Regions from separate parts of the Hordeum vulgare genome. Here region 2 is linked to region 1. The links are chromatin contacts, called in public Hi-C maps. All regions are on one chromosome and are shown on one strand. The core of a region is the stretch at or near the end of the contact, and the rest is flanking DNA. Distances in the headings are between cores, read along the strand shown. Region 1 holds the start of LOC123448888 (rab3 GTPase-activating protein catalytic subunit). Region 2 holds the start of LOC123448890 (NADH dehydrogenase [ubiquinone] 1 alpha subcomplex subunit 8-B-like).

What was found. A called contact is a pair of places that touch in the nucleus more often than the background predicts.
Region 2: a contact with region 1 is called in a Hi-C map of leaf, with 9 times the contacts expected there. The contact joins the promoter of LOC123448890 here to the promoter of LOC123448888 in region 1. A contact is called at or near these places in 6 of 6 Hi-C or Micro-C datasets (leaf, seedling and an unstated tissue) and 1 of 1 datasets of contacts at active chromatin or transcription factors (embryo).

What each region holds. Positions count from the first base shown.
Region 1 is chr4H:448,040,905-448,044,585 of MorexV3_pseudomolecules_assembly, reverse strand. LOC123448888 (rab3 GTPase-activating protein catalytic subunit) reads left to right here and starts at 1,893. Exons shown (of 21, transcript XM_045125924.1): 1 at 1,893-2,383; 2 at 3,029-3,072; 3 at 3,171-3,234; 4 at 3,319-3,433; 5 at 3,545-3,612. The coding sequence starts at 2,156.
Region 2 is chr4H:448,214,716-448,218,396 of MorexV3_pseudomolecules_assembly, reverse strand. LOC123448890 (NADH dehydrogenase [ubiquinone] 1 alpha subcomplex subunit 8-B-like) reads left to right here and starts at 1,810. Exons shown (of 2, transcript XM_045125926.1): 1 at 1,810-2,167. The coding sequence starts at 1,971.

The DNA of each region.
Region 1 (3,681 bases), core at 644-3,143:
AATTTAATGAAGTAGAGATACTCTATTAAATTTTTTGTCCGTGAGATCCTTCGCCATTTTTAGGCATCGGTTGCCCTAAGTCTTGTGCAAGGCAAGCAGCCCTACCATTCAGCATGGATTGTGAGCTACTCCCTCCGTACCAAAATAATTGTCTCAAGCTTAGTACAACTTTGTATTAGAGCTAGTACAAAGTTGAGACACTTATTTTGGGACGGAGGGAGTATTTTAAGAAAAAAGGCAAGCAACTCTCGCTCAGCTCGGAGCTCCTACCTGTGACACGTTGTCGCTCGTTTGCACATGCGCGGGCGAACTAACGATCGAAATGGGCATGTTCAATTACGAGAGAACACCTAAGCTACATTGTCCAGTTTTGGCACCCTTCTAGAAGGGTCCTGACCGGTTTTGGGTACCTTCTAGAAGGATCTTAAATTAGTATTTACAGGGTTTTTTCTGTTTTTTTTCTTTTGTTTCTTTTTTCAGTGTATTTCTTTTTCGCTTTTTCTGATTCTTTTCTACTTTTCTTTTTCCGTTTTCTGTTATTTATTTTATTCCTTTTTATTTTTATTTACTCTTTCTTGTTCTTAAAAATTTCAGAAAAAATCAAAATTTTAAAAATGTTCTCAAGCTAAAAAATGTGCAGTTTTTGAAACAATTCTAATTTTTTTAGAATGAGACTATATTTTTAAAATGTTCTACCATTCTTTTGGAAAATGTTGCTCTTTTATTTTTTTCCTTTTTCCAAACGGAAACATTTTTGAAAAATCATGCAGTTTTTTGAATACTAGAATTTTTTAAAACACGGATATTTTTGAAAAAATTTGTGCAATTTTTGAAGCAGGAATATTTTTTCAACTTATGTACACTTTTTGAAACAATAACATTTTTTGAATTTACATACATTTTTTGAAAAGGCAAATTTTTTTTTAGAAAATGAAGAACGTTTTGAAAAATTCCTGAGCATTTTGAAATCATGTACATATTTAGAATTGATACAAAATTTGAAAAAGTTTTCAATTTTTGAACAATTTTTTGTAAAAAGAGAGAAGCAATTTTCGTAAAACAGGAACATTTTTTCACAAATTTATGATTTTTTTTCATCAATTCTTGATCCCTGATTATTTTTTGAAGCATGAACATTTAAATATAAATAGCGAACACAATTTAAACATGGGAACATTTTTTGAAAGTCAAAACAAAATTTCTTAAATGTCAAACAAAAAATAGGAAAAGAAAAAAAGTGAAAAACAAAAATGGAAACAATACCAATTTTTCTAAAAATGAACATTTTTTAAAAATACCAAACATTTTTCGGAAATACCGAATATTTTTATAAATCCAGATTTTTTTTGAAGTTACGTTTTTTTTGAAAATTCAGAACATTTTTTGAATTTATGAATAATATCTTAAAAGCGAGAATATTTCGAAATTTGGACATTTTTGAAAATCAGGAACATTTTTCTTTAAATACCGAACATTTTCTTAGAAAACGAAACATTTTTTGAATATCCCGAGAATTTTTTGAAGTTATGGATGTTTTTAAAAAACAGCAACTATTTGAAATTTATAATATTTTTTTAAAAAGCAAAAACATTGTTTCAATTTGATTTTTTTAAAAATCCAAAACATTTTATGAAACAAAACAGAAAAAGAAGAAAAATAAGTAAAACGAAAAAAACTGGGTTCAGGGAACCTTGTTGAAGTTTCCCAAAACCAAAAAATACCGGCTGAAACTTTCTAGAAGTTCCCAAAACTAGCAAAAACGTCTGAAGATGTTCCGTTTGAATGGACCGGCCCAGTTAGAAGGATTGCTCGATGCGGCTGTTACTGCACAGAATACGGCAATTAGGGAATTCCCGCTCAACTTTCTGCCCGTCCCTCCATTATTCCCGGTCCAGTGGACCGATATACACAAGCTCATGTGGTCCCCAAGTCCTAAACTAAGGCCCAATACCCGGTCCACTGATAGTACATAGTTCCACTAAAAAAATTCTAAAAAAAAGTTCCACCCAAAGAAAGAAAAAGAAAAAAGAAATATAGCTAGACACAGTCTTGGTGCACCGTGGACACGGTCTGTCCCTGGGTGTCCCATAGCTCCAGAGCTGTCGTGCGGCCAGCGCACCACTACCAAGTTCGCGAATTCTTCGGCCGACGCGGTATGGGCACATCACCCTACCTCCCTCCTCCTCCTCCTCCTCCTCCTCCACTTCGTCTCCCCCCCACCGATCCAACGAGGCAGACAGGGAAACTTCCTCGCGACCCCACCTCCTCCCCCGCCTCGCCGAGGGAGGGGATCGCCGACGCCGCCATGGCCTCCACCTCCTCCAAGCACGCCAAGCATCGCCGGATCGGAGAGGACGACGACGAGGAGGAGGCCGAGGAGGAGGTACGCACGCTTCTGATGGCTGCTGCTGCTGCTCTCTCTCTCTATCGACCGTGATTACTACCCGCCGGTGCCGTGCGCTAGCTTTCCATCCGGGGGGTTCAGTTTTATGTGCCTGCCAGGCGTGCTGCTGCTGTTGTGGTTGCGTGACAACCAGGTCACGGTAATGTGACTGATGCGGCTGTTACTTGTTATATTTGGTCCGTCAGACCAAGAGTTAGATAAGTGGATGTTTCATCATACGCTAAATGTGATGCGGTTGCTAGAAGGCTGTAAAGAGTTTGGTGATTGGATGTATTGGCCCGTCAGACTGAGACCTCAACTAATTGTTGGCCCATTTGTCACCCATGGGAGCCTACTTCTGCAGGAGTATGCAGTATGATGGGATCATATGTCAATGTGTGCACGCCATTAGTAACCAATGGATAGCTGTAGCCTGTAGCTCCTGTGCTTTGCTTGGTACTGTTGGTCACACCCATTTGGGAGCATGTAACTGGTTGGTAGGATCTTGTTTTCTCAATGTGTTGTTTTACTTTAGGCCTTCTATCTGTAGTTTACTAGATCTTAGAAGTCAGCATTCTGCTTCTGTTGAATATGTCTGAGTGGTCAATTATCTGTTGCTTTATCATACTTTATGCATTTGTGCAGCTCGGCCGATTTGATGATTTCACCATTGCTTCATCTTGGGAGAGGTACTCAGTGCTTCCCCCTTTTAGTAATAGCCCATCTACAGTTATCTGCAAAGGGCCAATTAAGTATGATTGCACTTCTGAGTTTCTTAATCATCTAGGTTTATATCTGAGATAGAGGCAATTTGTCGTCAATGGCTAGCAGATGGCCCAAAGATCTTGATGGTATTGCTCTTTCCCGGACCCTATTTGATGCTCCATGTGACGTATCATGTTTCTTTGTTTTGTTAAGTATATGCATTCTTGTAGCAAAAAGGTGCAGAGACCGTGCCTTCCTACGAAAACTTGTACATCGTCAAGCGTGAACTGAAGCATGGGAAAAGAGTCTACTGTATGGAGTATAATTTTAGGAAATCTGCTAAAGGTGCAAAAAAATTACGTGCTTATTCTCCTCAACAAGTTATGCCGTTATTATTCTCTAAAACGACATTTTTGTTGAGTATTTTTGTATTCAGTTGCAAATATCTTTCTGTAGGCAAATATTCGTACTGGGATGATGATATACACAGTACAGAACTGTCCTTTGGAGTAGATGAGTTTCTGGTATGGTTTTACTCTATTGTTGCATACCATACAGATACATGGATGCTGACCAGACAACATGATTTGTTG
Region 2 (3,681 bases), core at 561-3,060, 170 kb before region 1:
AGTTTGTGAGGGTTTGGAAGTCTGCCCTGAAGACTTACCACGAGTGTTGGGCGAGGACTGTGTGTTCTTAGCCCAAGGAGAATACGGTAGGGACTGTGTGTCCTTTGGTTTCAATACTAAGCCACTCCAAACCAGATGTACAACTGTCACAGCAGTTGGAACTGGGTCATCAACCACCGTCTTCACTGTGAAACGGGTTCTATTTCCTTAACTATTTATATTCCTCAGATTGTGTGTTGATGATTTTCACTGTCACTGTTTGAAGAATTTGCTGAAGACTTTCTCTGAAATTCCTCACCCAAATTCTTCACGCGAGTTAATCCTCATCTGTTTTCTGCGTGCCTGCATACTGTGCAAACTGTTTTCATATTCTTCATCCTGAAGAACTGCTGTAGTGATACTTTGCACTCCCAATCCTTTGTTGTTTCCGCTGTAAGTTAGTCATCAGTGAGGAATTTCCTCAAAAGGAATTTCCTCAGTGATGAAATTCTAAAAATCTCCTATTCACCCCCCTCTAGTCGATATAACGCACTTTCAGTTCCCCATACCACCCTGGCCATAGGGCATAAGTAAAATAAGTGATGTGAAGTCTCACACTTAGCATGAAAAGAGCATTTGTTGTTCCCATGCCAGTTTATCATGCTCATGGCATCTCTTGTCAAAACAACATCCTCGAGAGTTGCTATAGGAAAATTTTAATTTTCAAAGGAATCCCAACTTTCTAGATCCAACGAAAATCACACCCCGCAATGTTCTTTTCTAGATGTTTATACATGGACTTAGCAGAAGACTTACGAGTGGAGCTATGAGGCCCACTGAACCTGACCCCCCCCCCCCGGTGCACAGATAAAGGGATACTTTGACAGCTTCTTGTATCTTGTCCTACATCTCATCAAATGGGGGTTGTAGTCGTGTGCGAAACAGATCGACCACATCCACACCAACCCAATTGCTAACAATCATGTGAGGGAATTTACATATCTCAAATAACTGCGGGAATTGAATACTTAAAGGAGGCGACCCATTGAGGTGATCCAGCCAGACTCGAGCAATGTCCCCCGTTCTGATCTGAATTATCTTGCCACTCATATAATGATCTTTCACTTTCATGATCGATTTTCAAATGGGGAAATCATTGAATTTCTTCTTATGTGTGGCAAGAGTATCCTTTTTGAGATACCTGGCTTTGCCAATATCTTGCAAAAGCCCCTGCCATGTGTCAAGTTTCCACCACCACTTAGCTAAAGGCTAATGTTTTTCTTGCGTGGATCTTTTACCCCTGGGCCACCCTTATTTTTTAATCTACAAACATGACCCCATCGGACCAAGTGGTATCTTTCTTGCCCCCCATACTTTGCCAGAAAAAGCGACGTCTGCGTTTATCCAACTTTTCAATAAAGATTTTGTGAAGAAGAAACATGGACATATATTAATAAAAAATACTAGATAAGTATGAGTTTAACAGAGTTAAACGTCCTTGAGAGGAGGCAGCGTAACCAATCCACAACTCACATTTTTTCATAAATACCATGTTGTTTGGTGAATATATTTTTTTAAAGTGAATAGTTCTCTCAAAAGAAAATTAAAAGGGGTATTATTTCTCTTCTTCTTTTTCTTGAAGATGGGAGAAGGGGGAAATTCTTACAAAAATATGTTGTAAAGTAGAAATGAGAATTTTCTTTTTAGGGAAGAAATGAAAACTAAGGGCGGGCCCTTTCCTTCTTACCAGGCTAGAGATAGATAAGCCCAAGCAGCCTAGCCTAGTGTCACAATTATATACCCAACAAAGAGGCCCGTAGCTACTCCAAAGTCCAAAGCCCAGGAACGGCACTGACAGAGAGGAAGGCACCTCCGCCTCCGGCCCCCAACCTCGCCTCTCTCCATCTGCTCCGGTCCTCTCCTCCCCTTGGCCCCTCTCGCCCCCAGATCTCCAAGCCGAGAATCTCCATCGAGGCCCCACGCCCGCAGCCATGTCAGCGAGCAGCACGCCGGTGGACGCCTCGGGCGAGCCGATCCCAACGTCGTCGGTGCTGATGGCGGCGTCCAAGCACATCGCGGTGCGGTGCCGGCCGGAGAACGTGGCCTTCCTCAACTGCAAGAAGAAGGACCCCAACCCCGAGAAGTGCCTCGAGAAGGGCCGCCAGGTCACGCGCTGCGTCTTCAACCTGTGAGTCGCTCGCCATACCCTCCTCGCCGCCGCTCTATCGCACCTCCTCGTGTCTGATTTCATTTTGGATTCCTGAAATGTTTGCTCCGATCGTGCTGCCAGCGACTGATTAATTTAATTTATTCTGGTAGGTGTGTCCTCTCTTGCTGATGTGCGTCCAAATTATGTTAGTGTGTGTCGGAATGCTGCTCTATATTGAACTTGTTTTACCATGTAGTCTTAGACGACGAGCTTGTAAGCAGACTTTGCACCTCTGCATTTAGCCTATGCCTAGCCAAGTGGCAAGCAGCCAATTGTAATTCGTTAGCGATGATCATTTTTTTTATTTAACCGTATCCGGTCACTCAGGGGATTAGATAGTAGTGGTACATGGATTAGCTAGTTGGTGACGGTTATGGGGTAGTAGTTAGAGATAGTTATGTCCCTTCGGTCATCTGTTTGTACTTTATACCGAGTTCAAGGTTCACTGCTATGCTAGCTGATGTGAAGGTTTGTTGCTACCCAATCTCATCCCCACCATGGGTAATGAGTAGTTTAGTAGTGAGTCCCACATTCTCTGGTGAAGACGGGAATTCGGTTTGTTGTTTGGCTGATAAACTGCATAATTGTTACGGATAAGTTGTTTGCAATTGCTACATAATTTCTGATGATGTAGGGCTTACACCATGCAGTGGAACCTTTCTGATACACACAGATTACCACCACATGCAAAAAATGAGTGACTTGGTTATCTTTTGCAGGTTAATTTCTTAGATCTGAACCATACACTTAGATGGAAGCTTTATAATTTTGGTTGTTTATGTTCTACTTCGAATTTTTATCTGAATTTTCCCGCTGTGAGACAGTCTTAACAGATAATAATTGACTCTGATCTATTCATGTGGCAGAGCAAGTTTGCAATTGCAATCTGTTGTCTTCTATATCCCATTTTCAGATGAGTAACAGAAAAGTTATAATCAGATAGTCCTCAGGGGACAAACTAGTAGAGTCCCTAAGGTGACTAGGAGGAATAAATTGATGAAGTATGTAGAATTCTCAAGTATATAGTTCTAGCCAAAATATAGGTGGTGACTCCGGTTTCCTTTGCCAGGTGAGACCTGCTGCGCTTGGTATCTTCTTGAGACCTAGACCATCTCACATTTTGATTCCACTTTTATTAAATACTCTCCGTTAACAAATGTAAGATGTCTTGGATATTTCAATATGGACTGCATACGGACTGAAATGAGTGAACAAACACACAAAACGTGTCTATGTATGTCCAATTCAGAAAAAAGTTAAAACATCTTATATTTGTGAACGAAGGGAGAATTAGTCTATTCTGGAAATACAAGGAGCGAATAACATCCAGAGCAATTCCGTATGCAGGCACTAAATAGACATCCATTGACACTGGTTCGTTAAGAACCACTCTACTTTATAAGTTCTACGCAAACAAGCCATATTGCTCTTGAGTTTGTTGAACTAAGCAATCAGTGTTATACTTTTTTTTCTTTTGCAGTCAGCGTTATACT